5 separate regions of the Zea mays genome follow, and regions 2, 3, 4 and 5 are each linked to region 1. The links are chromatin contacts, called in public Hi-C maps. All regions are on one chromosome and are shown on one strand. Each heading gives the region's core, a stretch centred on a gene start, on an enhancer-like site or on the middle of the called end of the contact. The rest is flanking DNA. Distances are from core to core; before and after follow the strand shown.

Evidence for each region. A called contact is a pair of places that touch in the nucleus more often than the background predicts.
Region 2: a contact with region 1 is called in a Hi-C map of endosperm, with 6 times the contacts expected there. The contact joins the promoter of LOC100217012 here to the promoter of LOC100274801 in region 1. A contact is called at or near these places in 2 of 25 Hi-C or Micro-C datasets (endosperm and tassel).
Region 3: a Hi-C map of ear shows a contact between it and region 1, with 2.7 times the contacts expected there. The contact joins the promoter of LOC103626648 here to the promoter of LOC100274801 in region 1. A contact is called at or near these places in 2 of 25 Hi-C or Micro-C datasets (ear and tassel).
Region 4: a Hi-C map of endosperm shows a contact between it and region 1, with 2.1 times the contacts expected there. The contact joins the promoter of LOC103626660 here to the promoter of LOC100274801 in region 1. A contact is called at or near these places in 7 of 25 Hi-C or Micro-C datasets (bundle sheath, ear, endosperm and 3 more).
Region 5: a Hi-C map of ear shows a contact between it and region 1, with 2.6 times the contacts expected there. The contact joins the promoter of LOC100272533 here to the promoter of LOC100274801 in region 1. A contact is called at or near these places in 8 of 25 Hi-C or Micro-C datasets (bundle sheath, ear, endosperm and 3 more).

The regions. Positions count from the first base shown.
Region 1 is chr5:84,886,883-84,890,931 of Zm-B73-REFERENCE-NAM-5.0, reverse strand. It overlaps LOC100274801, which reads right to left and starts at 1,575. Exons shown (of 1, transcript NM_001149077.1): 1 at 1-1,575. The coding sequence starts at 1,443. The coding sequence ends at 169.
Region 2 is chr5:85,226,794-85,231,135 of Zm-B73-REFERENCE-NAM-5.0, reverse strand. LOC100217012 (putative protein of unknown function (DUF640) domain family protein) reads right to left here and starts at 2,657. Exons shown (of 1, transcript NM_001143388.1): 1 at 1,193-2,657. The coding sequence starts at 2,211. The coding sequence ends at 1,399.
Region 3 is chr5:84,401,173-84,405,309 of Zm-B73-REFERENCE-NAM-5.0, reverse strand. LOC103626648 (polyubiquitin) reads left to right here and starts at 1,658. Exons shown (of 2, transcript NM_001365154.1): 1 at 1,658-1,734; 2 at 2,746-4,137. The coding sequence starts at 2,746.
Region 4 is chr5:85,344,442-85,349,106 of Zm-B73-REFERENCE-NAM-5.0, reverse strand. It overlaps LOC103626660 (biotin--protein ligase 2), which reads right to left and starts at 3,041. Exons shown (of 9, transcript XM_008647054.3): 1 at 2,507-3,041; 2 at 2,348-2,409; 3 at 1,775-1,923; 4 at 1,534-1,654; 5 at 1,286-1,441; 6 at 902-947; 7 at 648-711; 8 at 497-573; 9 at 1-312. The coding sequence starts at 2,886. The coding sequence ends at 267.
Region 5 is chr5:84,482,594-84,487,008 of Zm-B73-REFERENCE-NAM-5.0, reverse strand. It overlaps LOC100272533 (pyridine nucleotide-disulfide oxidoreductase domain-containing protein 2), which reads left to right and starts at 1,577. Exons shown (of 16, transcript XM_020538433.2): 1 at 1,577-2,079; 2 at 2,285-2,446; 3 at 2,570-2,752; 4 at 2,829-2,886; 5 at 3,022-3,072; 6 at 3,152-3,234; 7 at 3,513-3,600; 8 at 3,815-3,859; 9 at 4,060-4,134; 10 at 4,242-4,310. The coding sequence starts at 1,760.

The DNA of each region.
Region 1 (4,049 bases), core at 326-2,825:
TCACCAAACTATCCTCCCACCCAATCGTGTCCCAAACTCCAAACGCAGGATACCTCCCAAACTGTTTTTTCGATCTATTTTCTTTTTTTTCGGACTGAAGAACTCCAAATGCCGTCTACTTCTAGTGCTAATGATACTAGACCGCTTGGTCCACCAAAATGACGGATGTCAGTTACCACTGCCAAGATCTCTGGCGCTCGCTACGCCGGCTGGCGGGGCGGTGCGCGCAGCCGTCTTCCGGCCCAGCGCCGACCGCGCCCGCGCCGAGGCGGCGTCCCTGGCCGCGGCCTCTTTCTTCTCCTTGAAGAACCCGAACACCGGGCGCGAGCACACCGGGACGTTGAGCACGACGGGCGTGGCGCGGACGCCGGCCGAGTAGGACCGGTCCATGACGCGGGACCGCGACCGGGACCGCATGGACGAGTGCGCGCTGCCGGCGGGGGAGCTGGAGCTGCGCTCCAGGCCCTGGAACACGATCTTGCCTGACGCGTTCATGCGGGGGGAGTCCACGGAGACCACGCTCGGCGGCGGCGGGGGCGACGGAGACTGAGACTGGCGGCGGCGGGCGGGGCTGTGGGCTGCGCGCACTGGAGCGGAGGCGGCGGCGGGCGGGTGTGGCTGCGGCTGCGGCTGCGGCGGCTGGTGGTGGTGGGAGCGGACGAGGCGGATGCGGGGGCGTGGGGTGAGGTCGACGGAGTCGAGGGAGTGGCGCGGGAAGTCGTCGTGGTCGTGGCCGGACGAGGACGACGACGACGAGAGCGAGAAGCGGGAGGACGCGAGGGACAGCGACGTCTCGGAGTCGGAGCTGTCGCGCAGGAGCGGCGCGGCGGGGAGGTCCGACGCGCGGCCGCCGTTCCGCTGGAGGAGGAGCAGCTTCAGCGACCTGGCCGCCGAGGAGCTGGACGCCCTCGACGGGGTCACCGCGGGCGACGCGGACGCGGACGGCGACGGGGACGGGGTCGGCTTGTGCGGCGTCTGGACCTTCCTCAGCCGGAGCAGCTCCCGCCAGCGGCTGGAGCACGTGGGCGCCTTGGGAGAGAACACGTACGGGTCCAGCGCCGCCTCGGCCGCGGCGGGGTGCAGCGCCCGGACAGGGCCCGGCGTGGCCTCCGCCACAAGCGCGGTGTCCCGCCGCAGCACTCTCTCCCGCTCCCGCTCGGCCTCCGCCTTCCCTGCGGTAGCCTGCGGGCGGAGCGGGAGCAGCTTCCCGTCCGCGAAGAGCTCGTCCGCGGGGAGCATGGTGGCGGACCCGCCGAGGCTGAACTCGAAGTCGATTAAGTCCTTGCAGATCGCCGCCGGCTCCGCCTTGGCCGCCGCGGCGGGCTCCTCCGCCTCCGCAGCGGCGTCCCGGGCGCCGAACGGCAGGCCCGGGCCGAGCCAGCCGAACGACATGGCCGCGGCGGCGGGTCCCGCGTGCACGTTGCTAGCGACGGCGGAGGCCATGGCCGGCTGCGGCGAGGCGCATCCAAGGGCGGATGCTTATTGCAGACAGCGCACTGTACTTGGCTGTTTGGGTGGGTGGGTTCGCGAGGCGATGAAACGTAAGGAGGCGACAGGGACAGGTGCGTGCGGTATAGCCCGGTAAAGGGCAGCGCGTTTATATAGCCGGGCATGGTAAATTTGCTGACGCGCGGGCCCGGTCTACCCAGCCAGCCAGTGGCAGACGGCCACGTGGCCGTCTCGCGGTTGAGGGAGTGGGGTGGTAATCCGTGGTTAATATTTTTGACAGAGGGGTAGGTGGTGGGCAATGGTACTCAACCTCCTCTACAGTAGTAGTAGATTTTTGGCGTGGCGCGCGTCTCGCAGGCAACCTCCCTATACAGTACTACTAGTATTATTCTCTCTACACCACTAGCCCTGCGGCCAAATGCTGCCCTGTGCTTGTTAACAATTGCCGCCGGTTCACGATGAGACTGCAGTTGTAACGTTTGCCAGCTTTACGCGTGCCACGACAAAGCAGGATCAGTGTGCAGTGACCAGACCAGCAGTGCCCCCAATGCTGAGGACTATCACCGCACACAAGCCGCCGTATGCGCGCACCTCCCGCGACACCTTTCGTGCCCGAATCCGCTTTTGAATCCGCACGCTGCGGATAACGGGAACATTTCGCTGTAATAACTGGCTGGGCAAGCAATGGGCATGACCGGAGATTTTTTGTTCTCCCGTTCCCGTCCCGTCCATGCGGATGCGGCGTGGGCGCTCACTGGTGGGCAGACAGGCGTCCCGCTCCAACAAGTCTCGTCGGCCGTCACCTCTCTGGGACGGTTGGTTGGCCCGCAACAGGCAGCAGCCAGCAGCCAGCAGCGGGTTGGGCTCCGATCGCCACGACGCATGCCGACCCATAACAGTGCCGACACGAGCCACACCGCGATGCGAGGTGTGATCCGTGACTGAATGCCGTCGTTTGCCCGGGACCGACGGACGGACGAGTCCCCGCGGCAGTGGCACCCCCACACCGGCAAGTACAGCGCCGACGTGACGGGGCGGCGGTCCTCCGCCGCGCGCCGGCGCCGTGGTGTGACCGAGTGGCTGACCGCCCGCCCGCCCGTCACGGCGAGACGCTAGGCCATCATTCGGGGGAGGTCTTGAGCTTGAAGTTGCTGCAATGCAAAGTCGCTCGTTAATTTAAGAAGAGAAGACAAGACTCGATGGGGGCCGGGCAAAGCGCAGTCAGTTGGGAGCCCACCTCTCACGTGACGCGCCACTAGCACCACCAGCTCTGCCCCCACGCCACCAGTACGGCTCAGGCTCTGCAGTCTGCACTGCACTCTTGCGCCCCAAAAAGAGAAGTCGCTGGGCGTAGCGTTACCCCTTTCGGGCAGGGCGGATCCGGTTCCGTCGGACGCATCGGACGGCTGCCCTGCACGACTCCCCCCCGCGCTGACGGCCAGCTGTCCAGCTCCGCCCTACGGACGGGCCGCCACGTTGCGGCCGGAGGTAACTCGGACAGGCCCGGAAGTAAAGTGAAGTGACTAGTGAGTGAGGGAGGCTTTTACGGTTATGCCCTTTTGCATTTTGCCGCGCCACCGTGGGTGGTCTTGAAAAAATGGAGTCGCGGTCGTCGGTGGCCGTCGGTTGTCGGTCCGGCCGCCTGTACGCCGCCGATGGAGGGTGTGGATGCGGGTCCCGTGGCCGTGCTGTAGTACGGTACGTGTACGACGGACGACGACGGGCATGTTTTGGGATGCGATGAGACGTGCACGTGCCTCGCGGTGCTGTGCCTGGTTTGGTGTTTTGTAGCAGACGACGGCGGCGATGTAGACCTGTACGTAGTACGTGGTACATTTTCCTCATGGGCGGAGCAAGGGGGCCAGCAGTGGCCATGGCACCTCCCAAGTCTGAGACATCTACAAGAAAATTATAATATATAGTCTAAATTTTATATATCTAAATATATATACTCTAAATTTTATGCAGCAGGATTAATCAAAGGTTTAATAAATTGGTTGGTAATACATGATTCATAACTCTATTATAGTATGCCAACCAATATATAAAAGAGACAAAGAATATAAGATAAAATATTCATTGAATATATAAGATAAAATATTCATTGAATGATCAATCGATACATGTAACGTCAATCATAATTCGCTTGCAGATGCTGATATCTGGACCTCACCCATTTATGATTCATCTTATCATCTGGGTAGGCAATTGTCGATTGCCACTGACCACTTGACTTGTCTATATCATAGCCCCAAAACCAATGTCCAAAGAAGGTGATCACACGAAGCAGCATAATGAGTGCCAACAACTTATATACATACTACATTAGATCTTGTGGATAATAAAATCTATAAATTTCAACTAAATTTGTCACCTGATAGTTTGTGTGTACATGACAAATTTGACATGTACCGACGTAGTGTGACGAATTTTCGGCCCTGTTTGTTTCGGCTTCTGACAGCTTTTGGCCACCAAAAGCTGCTGCGGACTGCCAAACGCTCAGCTTTTTAGCCAGCTTCTATAAAATTCGTTGGGGGCAAAAACCATCCAAAATCAACATAAACGCATAATCGGTTGAGTCGTTGTAATAGTAGGAATCC
Region 2 (4,342 bases), core at 1,408-3,907, 340 kb before region 1:
GAAAAAAAAGAAAAGGTGGTTGCACTTGGTATTGGGATATCTCTACCACCACCATCATCCTCTACACATCTACGTCTTATGGACAAATGTGATCGAAAGGTACAAAGTGATGATAATTGTAGTGTTGATAATAGTGATAGTGATGAATAATTCACCACACCCACTTATGATGAGATTGTTAATTTGCTAAACCTATATACACATCATAAGAAATACATGAGGAAGAACGATATGCTAAAAACTTGAGAACATATCTCTTCTATCAAAGTATGACATAGCCGAGAAATCTTGGCATGCAAATCTTCATTAGAGAGTTGTTCATCCTGAGATATAAGGCTGTCTCCAGCAACGTCCTCTATATTCATCCTCTATATCTGTCCTTTACAGTCTTCTCTAAAAGATTTTATCCTCTATATCTCATTTCTCTCCAACAACGTCCTCTAAATCACGTCCTCTATACTCAAATACCCATATTAAAAACATTTTTTAATTTTATTTTTTGTACATACGTATTTATCATACTCTCAAATATATTGTACATATTTTAATTTTGCTAAACTGGTTATTTAAAGTAGTCAAATGAATAGAGGATCGTTTAGAGAAACTCTATATATAGAGAATCCAGCAGCGTCCTCTAAATTTACAGGACCGTTTAGAGGACGTTGCTGGAGAGCGTAGAGGACCGTTTGGTCCTCTATATTTAGGGTAGAGAACCCTTTAGAGGGCCTTGTTGGAGCCAGCCTAACTCCTCGTGGAGCACTTGGATTGTGCTCAGGCTAGTGGTTTCTATCTATTACTCTTGGAGCAAGAGCTGCTAGCCAACTAGTTGTATCTCATTGAAGCACCATGCTCTTGTAGTTACTTTAAGCCGTTTGTAATCTCCCACAACTCTAGCCTTGGTGGCTTTCTCAACAATGTGGTGGTACAAGCCTTAGTCACAAACTGAACCATTAGATAAATCGTTTGTGTGTTGTGCTTGTGCTCTACTTGCGCCATATCTTACTCTCTATTTCAATGCAAAGCATTACTTTGCATGTTCATATATATACGGTTTTCTGGAGATAGCCTTACACCACATGAAATCCCCAAGAAGAACGTCGCCAGGGAGAATGAACAAGCCATCTAATCCTGCCATTCTATGGATCACTGCATACACAAGACCATGCAAAATCACTAGTACAACCAAAAGGCTGGCAGGCAGACAGGCAGTAGCAGCGGTTGATGATGGGGCACACAGCCAGTGTCATCTCATACTTAGATCGCGCGCGCACGCCGAGACCAAATCGGTCGCCATTAGCAGAACCTGCAAGTTTACTTACGTGCCTAATCACTCTTGCATTTCTGCTAATTAAGCCGATGGAACGGTGGAAGAAGTACTGGTGCAAGCAAGCAAGCTAGCTAGTTGAACACGGACAGCGGCATCAAGAACCCGGCCGCGTGCGCCTCGGCGGCGGCTGCCATTGCCAGCGCAATATCATCCCCAGTGCCGCCACCTCCGCCCGCGGCCGGGTCGATGGGCTCGGTCGCCGGCGCCAGGAAATGGCCATGGAGGAAGTGCGCGTGCGGGATCAAGAAGTGCGGCGCCGGCGGCTCGGCCACCGTGCCCGGCGCGGCGTGCGACGGGTGCTGGTGCTGGCCGTCCTGCTGCTGCTGCTGCTTGGGCTGGCGGTGCGCCGGCGGGTGGCGCTTGCGGCGCTTCTTCTCGTAGGCGATGCCGCGCGCCTTGGCCTGGCTGTCGCGGACCTCGCGGAGGTAAAGCCTGACGGCGCGCGCGCCGAAGGGGTTGGCCTCGGGCCGGCCCCCGTGCTCCTCGAACGCGGCGCGCAGGCGGCCGACGAGCGCGTCCAGGCTGCCCCACGCCTGCTTGAGCGGGCACGGGCAGGGCGCCGGCGGGGACGGGTGGCCGAAGAAGGGGCACCGCGCCGCGTGCACCTTGGTCTTGCCGAACTGGTCCAGGTAGCGCAGGAACTCCAGCACGTGCGCGCCGCTGCACCGGGCCAGCTCCAGCGGCGGCCGGTGGTTGCGCAGGTACTGCCCGAACGTGTGCCAGTCCCGCCGCTTCTGCGACTCGTACCGGCTCGGCCGCGCCGCCGCGGCGCCAGGGCTGTCGGCCGCGGACGCGACGACGCCGGCTACCTCCATGGCTCGCTCGGTCACCTGACGATCTCCGCGAAGCGCGAACACGAGCTCGACCAGATCTGCACGACGCATGCCTGGTTGGATAGTGAAACGATTTGGCTATGGTTATACTATACGTATAATAAAAAGGACGAATAATGCAAGGAGCAAAGAGCTGGTCGGATCAGTCGCTTCATCTATTCTTGGCCGGCCGGGGCGACGGAGCTGGGACGGACCAGGAATTCAGAATCCTCGATGAACTAGCTAGGGTTTCAGGCTAGACTCAGCTAGCTGCCACACCAACCTGTATGCCTGCACTCTGTAGCGATATACCTACTCCTACTCTCTCTATCTGGAATTGACTAGCACAGTTTGATGATCTAGAGCTGATCCGTAGCAGACAGCAGACATGCAAGAACGAACTGACGCACATTGAAGTTAAAGAAAAAACGCACAAGGAAAATGCGGAGAACGGAAGGAAGCAAAGCAAAACTGCAAACTTTAATCGACTCAATCACTAGTGAGCCGAGCTACAGAAGTGCAAGGTTGGTGCTCGACGAACAGAGGCGACACTAGAACACTCTTCCTGCAGGCAGCGTCTGTGTACATGTAGAAGTCACATTTTTCTAGATTTATTATATATAAATAAAAAACAATACTGATATAATTATAAATTGTAATAGTTATCGCTAATTTGGTGACAAAATATATTTTTATAACATAATTTATTTAAAAACATAAATTTTAATACTATTTTCTATAAATTTAGTTACATTTTAAAAAATATTTTTGAACGTGTTGTGCATTATTATTATTATTATTTGGACGGGTGTCCTCCACATCTACAGCACACTTCGCCATTTTCCAAGGAGCTCGGGCTGCTCTCTTGTTTGGTGTGGCTGGCTGGATAGATCAAAAAGCCGGAGAACTGTAGAACGCACCTAGCGAGTGGTAATAGACTCTAAAAAGTTTTAGATTATATAAAATTTAAGGATGATATCAAGACATCACGTTATATTTTTATTCATTTTTAAATTAAAATTTGATCCATTACCCTCCCTAGTTTCCAGATGGAAATGGCGAATTGAAATCGATCCCCCAAGCCCTGAAACGAGTGTCGCCGCCCCAATTTATGGAGCAGGGTCCTTTATCTATTGGTTTTAGATTAAAACCGACTGTTTAAATTGATGCAGCTGCAATTTATAGACATAAAAACACTGTAAAAACAAAAATAGTAGAAGTCGTATGGATTAAACCCAAACCAACATGGCTGGTCAGCGGACTAGCAGTAATCTATGTGTGCGTGCGTGACTGCCTTTTGAAGTTGAGTACCGCACGAATAAAGCACGATCGATCGATCGACTGAAGGAACAGTAGATGGTATGCGCAGGAGTAGACTAGCAAACAGTGCAAGCCGTGGGCTGGGCATAGAATATGGTGGTGACACGGATGCATGCAGACCCAGTGTACGATATGCAAGAGGAGGAAGCAAGAAGAGCGAGATCACAGAAAGCTTTTAGAAACTTGCATGCAAGATTGCAAGAACCACAAAGGCGGTCGACGGATTTGATCAGTGGAGGCGCAGCGCATGGCGAGAGAGCGTACCAGCAAGTAGGAGAGGATGAGACGACGGATCGGGAGCGGAAGCTAGGGGTCGGGATCGGAACTCGTCCCACGACTGAGCCGGCAGAGGAGGAGAGCATGTGGCGAGAGGAGGCAGATAAATATGGTGGGTTGAGGAGAGCGGTCTCATGGCCAGCAAGCTGAGAAGAAAGGAGGGAGAGGGAGAGAGGTGACAGGTGATACAAGGTGCAGTGCAACATGGGGTATGGAGACACTGATAAGGCTCGGGGGTCCCGCATGCGGCGCAGATATCAGCCTCGTGGGGCCTAGACAGAGGAGAGAGAAGCAGAGACGGCGAGGCAGCTACGACGACGACGACGAGTCTGTCGGTCCCCATTACACAAAAGGTCGTCACATCAGTTGTCACCTCAGCATTCTGCTCCGTCTTTTCGCCATGGCCGGTCTCTCCTGTCTGCAGGGCCCGACCGCGGCGTTAATGCGAGCGGAAGTGACGGGGCTCCTGCTTTCTCGAAGGCGAGATGTCACCTCACCTCACAGCGACGATCATGGCGCTGCGTGCAGTCGCCGCTCGCAAAAGAACAAAACGTAGTAGTAGTAGGGGACGATGGCCGGCCGGCCAGCCGACGCGCAGGCCGCAGCG
Region 3 (4,137 bases), core at 409-2,908, 490 kb after region 1:
ATGCCCTTCATAACCTTTGTCCAAGACTCATTATATCCCGAGGGAGATAATGTTTCAAAGGACGAAAGACTTTAACGTTTAACAATTTCTGTGTTGCCTTGTTCTTAATTCATAGCATTTAAGGACAAGTTCCCAACACATATAACATGGTGAATAGACGCATGCCACAACTCTGGTTTTGCAAGAACATTAAAACAATGGTTTTAGAGAGGATGGTATACCATAGTACTCAATGATAAAGGTTTTTTAGTTAGTTGAGCTCCAGAATTCATAGTTAACAGTTAACACTTAACAATAATACTACGCCTGTACCACTTGTTCATCATCAGAATTCAGAAGGAAAGGTGAGCGGGGAACCCTTTTGTGACTTCTTTTTGTGATCAGCTAGCCGGTGATGGTGGTACCATCAGTGGCCAGCTTTTGTTCTAGTTCAACGGTCCCGGCCTTCCGGCCACCTAATGCACCAACTATTAGTATTGCAGCTAGCCTTCAAAAGAAATGCATTTGCAGCCGCCTGTCCCTGTCCCCGACCAATCTGCTAGCAGACTCGCATTATCGATGGAGGACACTAATAAATTCAGCCTTCGATGTGGATGCAACAGCTTCACAGGATTCCATTAAATCGTAGCCGTTGTGTCAAAGTTTGCTTTGCCAACGTTATTTATTTATTTATTTAGAAAACCAGCTTTGACCAGCCGCCCTCTTTACGTTTGGCACAATTTAGCTGAATCCGGCGGCATGGCAAGGTAGACTGCAGTGCAGCGTGACCCGGTCGTGCCCCTCTCTAGAGATAATGAGCATTGCATGTCTAAGTTATAAAAAATTACCACATATTTTTTTTGTCACACTTGTTTGAAGTGCAGTTTATCTATCTTTATACATATATTTAAACTTTACTCTACGAATAATATAATCTATAGTACTACAATAATATCAGTGTTTTAGAGAATCATATAAATGAACAGTTAGACATGGTCTAAAGGACAATTGAGTATTTTGACAACAGGACTCTACAGTTTTATCTTTTTAGTGTGCATGTGTTCTCCTTTTTTTTTGCAAATAGCTTCACCTATATAATACTTCATCCATTTTATTAGTACATCCATTTAGGGTTTAGGGTTAATGGTTTTTATAGACTAATTTTTTTAGTACATCTATTTTATTCTATTTTAGCCTCTAAATTAAGAAAACTAAAACTCTATTTTAGTTTTTTTATTTAATAATTTAGATATAAAATAGAATAAAATAAAGTGACTAAAAATTAAACAAATACCCTTTAAGAAATTAAAAAAACTAAGGAAACATTTTTCTTGTTTCGAGTAGATAATGCCAGCCTGTTAAACGCCGTCGACGAGTCTAACGGACACCAACCAGCGAACCAGCAGCGTCGCGTCGGGCCAAGCGAAGCAGACGGCACGGCATCTCTGTCGCTGCCTCTGGACCCCTCTCGAGAGTTCCGCTCCACCGTTGGACTTGCTCCGCTGTCGGCATCCAGAAATTGCGTGGCGGAGCGGCAGACGTGAGCCGGCACGGCAGGCGGCCTCCTCCTCCTCTCACGGCACCGGCAGCTACGGGGGATTCCTTTCCCACCGCTCCTTCGCTTTCCCTTCCTCGCCCGCCGTAATAAATAGACACCCCCTCCACACCCTCTTTCCCCAACCTCGTGTTGTTCGGAGCGCACACACACACAACCAGATCTCCCCCAAATCCACCCGTCGGCACCTCCGCTTCAAGGTACGCCGCTCGTCCTCCCCCCCCCCCCCCTCTCTACCTTCTCTAGATCGGCGTTCCGGTCCATGGTTAGGGCCCGGTAGTTCTACTTCTGTTCATGTTTGTGTTAGATCCGTGTTTGTGTTAGATCCGTGCTGCTAGCGTTCGTACACGGATGCGACCTGTACGTCAGACACGTTCTGATTGCTAACTTGCCAGTGTTTCTCTTTGGGGAATCCTGGGATGGCTCTAGCCGTTCCGCAGACGGGATCGATTTCATGATTTTTTTTGTTTCGTTGCATAGGGTTTGGTTTGCCCTTTTCCTTTATTTCAATATATGCCGTGCACTTGTTTGTCGGGTCATCTTTTCATGCTTTTTTTTGTCTTGGTTGTGATGATGTGGTCTGGTTGGGCGGTCGTTCTAGATCGGAGTAGAATTCTGTTTCAAACTACCTGGTGGATTTATTAATTTTGGATCTGTATGTGTGTGCCATACATATTCATAGTTACGAATTGAAGATGATGGATGGAAATATCGATCTAGGATAGGTATACATGTTGATGCGGGTTTTACTGATGCATATACAGAGATGCTTTTTGTTCGCTTGGTTGTGATGATGTGGTGTGGTTGGGCGGTCGTTCATTCGTTCTAGATCGGAGTAGAATACTGTTTCAAACTACCTGGTGTATTTATTAATTTTGGAACTGTATGTGTGTGTCATACATCTTCATAGTTACGAGTTTAAGATGGATGGAAATATCGATCTAGGATAGGTATACATGTTGATGTGGGTTTTACTGATGCATATACATGATGGCATATGCAGCATCTATTCATATGCTCTAACCTTGAGTACCTATCTATTATAATAAACAAGTATGTTTTATAATTATTTTGATCTTGATATACTTGGATGATGGCATATGCAGCAGCTATATGTGGATTTTTTTAGCCCTGCCTTCATACGCTATTTATTTGCTTGGTACTGTTTCTTTTGTCGATGCTCACCCTGTTGTTTGGTGTTACTTCTGCAGATGCAGATCTTTGTGAAAACCCTGACTGGCAAGACTATCACCCTCGAGGTGGAGTCGTCTGACACCATTGACAACGTTAAGGCCAAGATCCAGGACAAGGAGGGCATCCCCCCAGACCAGCAGCGGCTCATCTTTGCTGGCAAACAGCTTGAGGACGGGCGCACGCTTGCTGACTACAACATCCAGAAGGAGAGCACCCTCCACCTTGTGCTCCGTCTCAGGGGAGGCATGCAGATCTTTGTGAAAACCCTGACCGGCAAGACTATCACCCTCGAGGTGGAGTCCTCTGACACCATTGACAACGTCAAGGCCAAGATCCAGGACAAGGAGGGCATCCCTCCAGACCAGCAGCGGCTCATCTTTGCTGGGAAGCAGCTTGAGGACGGGCGCACGCTTGCCGACTACAACATCCAGAAGGAGAGCACCCTCCACTTGGTGCTGCGCCTCAGGGGAGGCATGCAGATCTTCGTGAAGACCCTGACCGGCAAGACTATCACCCTCGAGGTGGAGTCTTCAGACACCATCGACAACGTCAAGGCCAAGATCCAGGACAAGGAGGGCATTCCCCCAGACCAGCAGCGGCTCATCTTTGCTGGAAAGCAGCTTGAGGACGGGCGCACGCTTGCCGACTACAACATCCAGAAGGAGAGCACCCTCCACTTGGTGCTGCGCCTCAGGGGAGGCATGCAGATCTTCGTGAAGACCCTGACCGGCAAGACTATCACCCTCGAGGTGGAGTCTTCAGACACCATCGACAATGTCAAGGCCAAGATCCAGGACAAGGAGGGCATCCCACCGGACCAGCAGCGTTTGATCTTCGCTGGCAAGCAGCTGGAGGATGGCCGCACCCTTGCGGATTACAACATCCAGAAGGAGAGCACCCTCCACCTGGTGCTCCGTCTCAGGGGTGGTATGCAGATCTTTGTGAAGACACTCACTGGCAAGACAATCACCCTTGAGGTGGAGTCTTCGGATACCATTGACAATGTCAAGGCCAAGATCCAGGACAAGGAGGGCATCCCACCCGACCAGCAGCGCCTCATCTTCGCCGGCAAGCAGCTGGAGGATGGCCGCACCCTGGCGGATTACAACATCCAGAAGGAGAGCACTCTCCACCTGGTGCTCCGCCTCAGGGGTGGCATGCAGATTTTTGTGAAGACATTGACTGGCAAGACCATCACCTTGGAGGTGGAGAGCTCTGACACCATTGACAATGTGAAGGCCAAGATCCAGGACAAGGAGGGCATTCCCCCAGACCAGCAGCGTCTGATCTTTGCGGGCAAGCAGCTGGAGGATGGCCGCACTCTCGCGGACTACAACATCCAGAAGGAGAGCACCCTTCACCTTGTTCTCCGCCTCAGAGGTGGTATGCAGATCTTTGTAAAGACCCTG
Region 4 (4,665 bases), core at 1,792-4,291, 460 kb before region 1:
ACTCATGCCTGGGCTTCAGTCACGGTTGATTGTCTTCTTAATTGTTTATGCTGAGCTGTCGCAAATGGAATTGCGAGGGTGGGGCACTTGTTAAGGTTTGAGGTCTCAAAGCGGCCGTTCAGGATTGTGATAAGAGCATTCCTTCTATTTATTCCAAGCACAAGGTTTGAATACAGATGGAGGGGGCTGATGCTTAAATCATGTTCTCATTCCATTCATTTGTACAGTCTGTTGAATCTATCCATGTATCCCATTGTATTGATACCCTAAGCTTCCATCTTCCTCCTCACCAATCCAGTGAAGAAATCAAAGCTGCAAACAGATGGTACTATGTCAAATGTCACTCCTGACAAAGAATAGTTAGTGATAGAACAATCGATTACATGTTGAGGACATATATAAGATGAGACACATAAAAAACATTGTATACATACTGAGTAATTATATATAGAACAAAAAAAGTTAATGGATGAAAAAACGGAGCAATGGACAATACCTGTTGCCATCTGGGTGCAACTCATAGCTTTTGTTATCCTCACCAATAGCATGTAAGTACCCAGTTGGTGTTAACCCCTGGAAACGATTAACACCATAATTAGGTAAGCAGAAATATCAATTCAACCATAACAGTTCTGTTTTGTGCTAACCTGGATGGTGACGACACTGCCTGACTTGTTTTCATGTGCATCATGTACGACAACTCTCTGGCCACTACAAACAATAAGTGCAAATTTCTTTCACATAAAGTGGCACATACCAAAGATAGAACATATTAACTTGCAAGCATCGTCTTTAGATATTTACAATGAACACTTAAAATTCAAGTGGCAGTAAATGTAACTCAGGGCAAATTGTCATAATAAGGTCCAATTAGCATGTATATTGACATAATAGTCCATACCTATGAAGCCATGAGTTATAGTATTGCTCCTCAAGAACCTGAAATCCTGCAGAGAAATTTGAGGATGTTAAGTACACAATTCTACCAACAGCAACAAAGCCTTTTAGTCCCAAGAAATTTGGGGTAGGCTAGACAAAAACAACAAACAAACAAAAGCCTTTTAGGGGTAGACTAGAGTTCAAAAAAATTGTAGTTAACTTCAAAACATTTTTTGTCAGCATCTAAATCAGCTATAGGAAAACAGTAAGTCTCTACAGCAAAACAAAATTATCATTTAATGCATTGTCAGTAAAGGAACCAGCTCTGCATACACATCAACAGCCACGGTTCTAATGAGCATGTGGTTATGTACTGCAAAAATGGGGGGAAATGGAATCCGAGTACCATGGTTCATGAAGATCTCGAAAAGGTTTTCAAATTTATTGAAGAAGTATGCCAATATGTCTTCTCGTTTCAATATGGGTGATGTATGATTTGCCTCTTGAAGTGCAGCATTCAAGCATGTGGTAGGCTTCTCATTGTCAACATTCAAACCAACACCTGATTAAGATCAAAGGAATCCCATCCTTGTCAAAAGAAAAAAAAAAAGAGATCAAATGCTTAGAATGGGCAACATTGGAAATGCATTTTACCAGTACAAATATTGTACACTTTGGGTTCATAAGATGAGGTACATAGAATGCCACCAACTTTTAATCCTTTCAGATAGAGATCATTAGGCCATTTTATTCTCACATCAAGTTCTGGTAGTCCCTGAGTTTTATCACAAAGGCAGAATGAAATGGCAACTGAGGTAGTTAGCATAAAGGAAACAGGGGACTCAAAATGCAATCAATAAGCAGCAAACATGACAACACTGAACTATAACCTAACCTTGGCACGGCACAGCTCCTTGATAGCTTCAGTTATCGAAAGGCAGACAACATATTGCATAAGGGGCAACTTCCGTGCATCCTGCATCTGTGATGTGAAAGAGAACATGAGACAGCCTGGTGGCGATTCCCACACATTCTTTGAACGGCCTGCATGATACGTGAGCAAAGATTAAATTTGTTATCTCTTAATAGCACCTAGTGCATACTAAAATTATGTGATTAGAAAGATGAAAGAAAAAAGGGAATGCTATGTATGATCTGGTTTAGCCAACTGGTTAAGAATGTGTTGCCACAAAAAAGTAGAATCAATTAAAACAGTTATTTTGATAAAGAGTTGTCACACTACAGTAAGATTCTACTTGTGTTCAGTCAGACTGCATTTTTCAAGCACTTAATCTTAAAGGTTACACAGCATTCAGCAGATAGTTTCATCAGTTTTATCAATGAGATCATAAGTATAAGAGAGCATCAATCTCGCCTGAAATAAAATTCGAGAGCTTTGTAATCAAAGTTGCAAATTCATCAGGACTAAAACACTAAGAGCAACAAGCCAGCCCCTAATCACGCGCACCTCTCCCTTTGAACTGCACGTCGGCAACGCACACAACGCCCACCGGTAGCTTTGCAAAGTTCCTGCGAACACGAGCTGACGCCAAGTCAAACAAAGTAAAAATAAGATAAAACGAAAACCCAAATCCCTCCCCGGCGCGAAACCAGACATGGCACTCACCGCGTGATGAGATCCTGCGTGGAACCAATCCTGGGCGTCCAGAGCATCCACCTCCCGAACCGGCGCGCCCGGAGCGCGCTCATGTACGCGGCGGCGTCGAAGCCCGCGCTCTCGTAGGCGAGCGCGATGGCGACATCACCGGACGGATCGCCCTCACCGAGGACGACGGAACCGGCCGCGGAGGCCAGCAGCTCCTGCTCCTGCGCCGATTTGCCGTACACCACAAGCGTGGTGGCTCCGGCGGCCGCGGACATGGGCACGCGGGCGGGTTCGCGGTGGCGAGAAGCGGACAGGTAGCGGCGGAGGGCGACTGCGGCGAGTACGGCCCCGACGGTGGCAGCGGCTGCGGCCGCGGTGGTTGATGGCGGCGGAAGGCGCATTGATGTTGCTCTGTTGGTTTGGTAGTTTGGTGTGCGTGTGCTTTGTTTCCTCCGAGTCGTGCACGTGCTTGGTACTTGTGGGCTGGGCGAGTGGGCTTCACTGCTGCAGATATTGAGCTAGACCGGGTCCGTTAGTTCAAAGTCGTGATGGAAGCGGGCTGGATTAGCAAACTTTGGAGTATTTATGTGCAAGCACGTATATTCTTTTGTGACAGAGAAAGTACGTTTTTTAAAAGTAACTAGAAAAAGGCCCGGGCATAAGGATGCGAATGAATCATGTCAATATCCATTGAGTAGTTGACCATGTTTGCATAGCTTCAACTTCACAGATTTCTGCTCCACTCCATAACTCTAAGTGGAGCATGCTCCATATAGTGTTCGAGCTAACAAGGATGAGGTGTTTGACAAGGAGGAGGAGGTGCTTTGACATTCTTGCCCTTTGTTCCATCTTTTAGTCAAACAACTACTTTTGTACAAATAATTTTGCCACATATATGAAATTAAAATACCATTCAAGACGTTAAAACACAAAATATGACATGTCCATTGTCTACAACCAAAATACAACATGATTTATGTACTAAAAAGCACATTCATGAGAGTTTCATTGTAATTGTAGTTTCAGTAAGGAAATTGTATACCTTGTTTGTTGTAATATAGACAACTACTAATTGCTTGCACTTGCACTGGTTCGGCCACTGCGGGGGATTGGCGATTGTTGGTCACTTGTTCTCAAATGTTGTGGATCAAGAACAAGGCAACACAATTGTTAATTATTACAGACCTTCGTCTTTCGAAGTATTATTTCCAAAGGGCATAATGCTTACCAGACGAAGGTCAAAAAGGGAATATCTTCATCATTAATCATGTGAATGAGAATGCATAAGGATGAAGACAGTAACTGCTTCTTATTAATTTATTCATATTTGTATTCCATAAAGCACGTATGAATATTAACAAGATTAGTATTACATTGATACCTTCGACTTACTCGAAAGCGTGGATGCGAGAGAGTGATTACAATCCAGCGTGAACAGTACGGTGCTACTGTTCATCTATTTATAGGCACGGGACGCAGCCCGGTCAAAAGTACATTTATGCCCTTGACATTCATCTATAAACGTAATGCAAATCATTAAGGATTGAATAGTATTTGTCCCTTTTTGGTCTTCATCATGCTTGGTCTTCGTCATCACGTCAAGCCAAAGCTCTTCGGCTATAGCTCCACTATCCATTTTCAGCACCTTCGGGTTGTATTTCCACCCTGTCACGAGAGAAAACCTTCATCCCGAAGCCGAAGCCTTCCTCTGTAATAACCCATGTCATACTAGAAACTTATGGTTAGTCACGTTTTTGAGGACCTTCGGAGGAAGAAGGCCCCCAACAGTAGCCCCTCGTAGTATTGATTTGTTTCTTTGTAACAAATTTAGACTGTGACATGAACGAAGGCCTTTAGGCGAAGGTCCGAAAAAACACCTTCCCTTCGCTAGAATAACGAATCACACTGACTTGCGGGACCCACCAATCTGTGGGGCTCTGAGTATATAAATAGAAGCCCGTGTCGTGAGTATTTTTCGTGCTATTTTAGCTGCTTGCATTGTGCTATTTTATGAAGCTATGGAAAAACCAACATGGAGAAAATCACCAATGAGATGTTGGTTGGAATATCTGAAAACTACAGCGATAGTGAGAGTTTCGACGTGGAAAGTGGAAATGAAGATGCCGAAGATCGGCCATGGAGACCGAGCCATGTTGTTTTAGGAAAGTCGACTATTAAAC
Region 5 (4,415 bases), core at 328-2,827, 400 kb after region 1:
TTTTCCCCCTTGTGTTCCGTCTCGCGCCGACCCATCTGGGCTGGGACACGCAGCGACAATTTACTCGTTGGTCCAAGGACCCCCGGGGTCGAAACACCAACACCACCGATCGAGAAAAATATTTTTTTTACTATTCTGAAACCTCATTTTATGTTTCCTGAAAAAAATTCACTAGCGTTTTTATTATCTCGACTTCGACCATAAGTGAAAATCGATTTCCACTAGCAGTTGCAGTTACTCACCTGTACAAAAAATTATTTCTATTGGTCCCTAGCACTTACGGTTCTAAAAACACCAGTGCAAATGGACTTACAACCACCTATATAAAGCTTCTTTGTACTAGTGTATATTGCGCGGAACCAAATTTCCTAAAGGATAGTACGGAAATTACAAAGTCCAGCTTGATAACACAGTAAAACAAAATATTTTTAACAACTTAAAGCCATCGAAAATAAGACATCTAGCACAAAAAATGACCTATTCTCGATGATTTATGTTTTATTTCCGACAACAGTAGCCCGTCGATTGTAAATAGCCAAAAATAAAGTTATTTTTTATGATTGTCGTTGAAAATAACTTATTTCTGAAGATAGATTGAGGACATCGTCGATTAATCCGTCAGACATAGGGATAAAAACGGTCGAAAACGATCGAAAAACAACTAAATTGTTTTTGTTTTCATATTTTTTTTTGTTGGGACGAAACAAAAATCAACGGTCGAAATACGTGATCAGAATTGTCGGTTATTCGAAAACGATCGAAAACGATAAACTATTATCGGAAAGATAATTATTTTGTAGTTTTATCAAAAACATAATAAAGTGATGTATTGCCTAATTTTTAAGATTTAGAAATACACAAACAACTCTTTTTCATCATTCATATTAGTAAGAGTAATTATAACATTTGCTTTTCGCTTATACATTCACTTGAACACAACAAAACTCTATAACTTAAATAAATTATATGCTAGATCTATCTCATATTATATAAAACGGTAGAAAACGTTATTAGCACGACTCGGAAACGAAAAATACAAAACGGTCGAAAAACTAGCTAAATCGTTTTCGTACCGTTTCTAATCGGTTCCTGAACAATTCGAAAACGATCGAAAAAAAGTATTCGAAACGAGATGGTACGAGAATTTCCTGTCCCGTTTTCATCTCTAGTCAGACAACAGTGGGCCCACCTCATAAACTTCTGATGGCCTAGGTATGCTGTCGGACTTAATAAGGTTATGACCCTGTTTGTTTCGGCTTTTCGCAGCTTCTGACCATTAAAAGCTGCTGCGGACTGCCAAACACTCAGCTTTTCAGACAACTTCTATAAAATTCGTTTGGGTAAAAACCATTCAAAATCAACATAAACATATAATCGGTTGAGTCGTCGCAATAGTAGTAATACGTCACTTTATAGATCCTGAGCCCCATGGATAACTTTATCCTTCTTCGCATGTGATCCTAATGATATTCAAATTTTCTACACAATCAGATTCTCTTCATAGCTAGATTCTCGAAAAAGCTGGTCAGAAAAAAGCTGATCCAAACAGACCCTATGTCCAATGCCATTAGGGAGCGTAGCTAAAGTAGTTATTTATGACCCGTGACTTTTTATTTTATCTATGTACTGAAACGTACTTTTGTCGTCCGTCTTCTCTGCAGCGGTCGCGGAATCCTGCGCAGAAAGATTCGCCCATCGCCCACTGGCCACTGCGCACTGGGCACGGACTGGCAGGCGAAGAACCTAAGCAGAACCTACCATGTCACCGGCGGCGAGGCGCATCCTGCTCGCCGTCGCCGCCCGTCGCCGCCGCTTCTCCACGGACGCAGCGGCGTCGGACCCGTCCCGGGCGTCGCAGCAGCTGCCCAGGGGCAAGCGATGGGATGCGGTGGTGATCGGCGGCGGCCACAACGGCCTCGTCGCGGCCGCCTACCTCGCCCGCGCTGGCCGCTCCGTCGCCGTGCTGGAGCGCCGGGGCGTCCTGGGTGGCGCGGCGGTCTCGGAGTCGGACCTTGTCCCCGGATTCCGCTTCTCCCGCTGCAGCTACCTCCTCAGCCTCCTTCGCCCCGCCATCCTCCGGTGAGTAAACTCCTCCAAGGATGCGTCCTTTGCGATTAGCAAGCCTCGGTTCCTGTTAAATTCATGCGCCGCAGATCAATGTCGGTCATTCTCCTCTGTACACAACTCTGAACTGCATACCGTTGTTTTGATTTGTATCTGGTGCTGATGACACTGCTGCTGTTGTTGTGGGTGCTTCATGCTTGCACATATTCTGTAATATAAGCGACCTGGAGCTGGAGAGGCACGGGCTGAAGCTGCTGCCGCGGAGCCCTTCGTCGTTTACGCCATGCCTTGACGGCAGATACCTGCTTCTTGGCCCCGATGCTGAGCTAAACTACTCAGAGATCAGCAAGTTCTCTAGGAAGGATGCAGTGGCATACCCAAGGTGCAGTTTATCTTGGAATGATCTTAGATTAAATAAACGTTTAAGTTCCTGATTCCTGTGGTATCTATGTACATTTTAGCTCTTTATTACAATGGTCTTGGTAGGATCTGTATGTGAATGCAGATACGAGGAGAAGCTGGAGAACTTCTGCAAGCTCATGGACTTTGTCATAGACTCAGCTCCACCCGAGCTGAGGCAGGAGGCCCACTTCTCGATGGTTGACAGGATGAAGCATAGGGTTGAGAAGTCAGCATTCTGGGGCCACCTTCTTCGGCATGTGATGCAGCAGGGGCAGAAGAACATGGTGTGAGTATCAAATACTGGCCATGTTTCGATAGGCACCGTTTATGCAACCCTTTCTAAAAATCAAATTGTTGTGCAGGGAATTCTTTGACCTACTCCTTTCTCCGGCATCGAAAATCTTGAACACCTGGTTTGAGGTCAGCATTAGTCCCATCTTAAACGCTTCTGTTCACATTGATCTCTGTGGTTGCTTTATTTCAATTGGCAGCCTTCACCTAATCTTATTTAATCTGTGAACAAAAGGGCCTCCCATTGACTACTGTCTACTGCAGAGTGAGGTTTTGAAGGCCACTCTTGCAACTGACGCCGTGATAGGAGCTATGGTGAGGGCACTTTGAATGGAATAAGCAAAATATTTTGCCTAGCACGTTGGCATTTAACTGCTGGATATCCCTTTTATAGGCTGGTGTGCACACTCCAGGTTCTGGATATGTTCTTCTACACCATGTCATGGGGGAGACTGGTGGTCAGCGTGGTGTTTGGGCGTATGCTTCTTGCTTTGACTCTCTAAGACGCCTCTTATTTTTGTTAAATTTTCAGTAGAGACTTTGATTCTAAATGTTTCATCAACTGGTGTGAATATCCACTGGATGGGCAAGCAAGTTTTCAAGGACTAGTGTTATAGGAAATGGCATCATACTATGCTGTCAAATCTGCTTGTTAGTATGTTAGGTTTATTATTAGTTCTTTCGCCCGTTCATATTTGTTTCAGTTGTTCGGAAAACTTCTTGTTTAATTAAAGAAAATAATACACTTGCTACAGGTATGTCCAAGGTGGTATGGGTTCAGTGTCATCAGCTATAAGCAAAGCAGCTCTTGAAGCAGGAGTGCAGATTGTAACAAATGCCGAGGTGACTTCACAATTCTTATAGCATGTACGGCTGCTCTTTGGCAGAGTTTTTTTTTCCAAACTGAAACGGAAAAAAACAATCAATTATTCAAATTTGTGAACTGGAGTTCTCAAAGGAAAAGACCCATTTGTTTTATGTAGTGGCAGTTTTTCATAATTGTGGTTTACGTTCCATATTAGGTTTGTTCCTTGACTTGATCCTTTGTTTTGTTTAGGTTTCCCAAGTAATGGTTAATGAAACTAGTGGAATGGTAGAAGGGGTAAGTACTTTGAATAACCTGTAAGTTCATTTAATTGCTTTCAACCTCTTGAGGTCTTGTTCGGTTAGGGGTGGATTGAGGGGGATTGGAGGGGATTAAATCCCCTTCTATACAAATTTGAATAGGAGATGATTTAATCCCCTCCAATCCCCCTCAATGCACCTCAAACCGAACAAGCCCTGAAAGATTGGGATCTGTAGGTAGCTTTGGTTGATGGAACAGAGGTGCACTCGCCAGTTGTTCTCTCAAATGCCACACCATACAAAACATTTGTGGTAAGGAAAACTCAGAAATATGTAATGTTGCAAAGATCTACCAGCTCTAGTGTTGCTAGAATAACTAAGCAAATATCTTTTATGCTGATATCTGGTTTCTTTTGCAGGACCTAGTACCTTCTAGTGTTCTTCCGGAGGACTTCCTCTGTGCAATTAAGGCAGCAGATTACAGCTCTGTAAGAACTTGTGTACAAGCATATTTCAGTACAATAATAATGGTGTTTTTTTCAAACAAAGAAATTGCATCTAACAAATAGTCACTGAGTTGAAAAGCATCATCA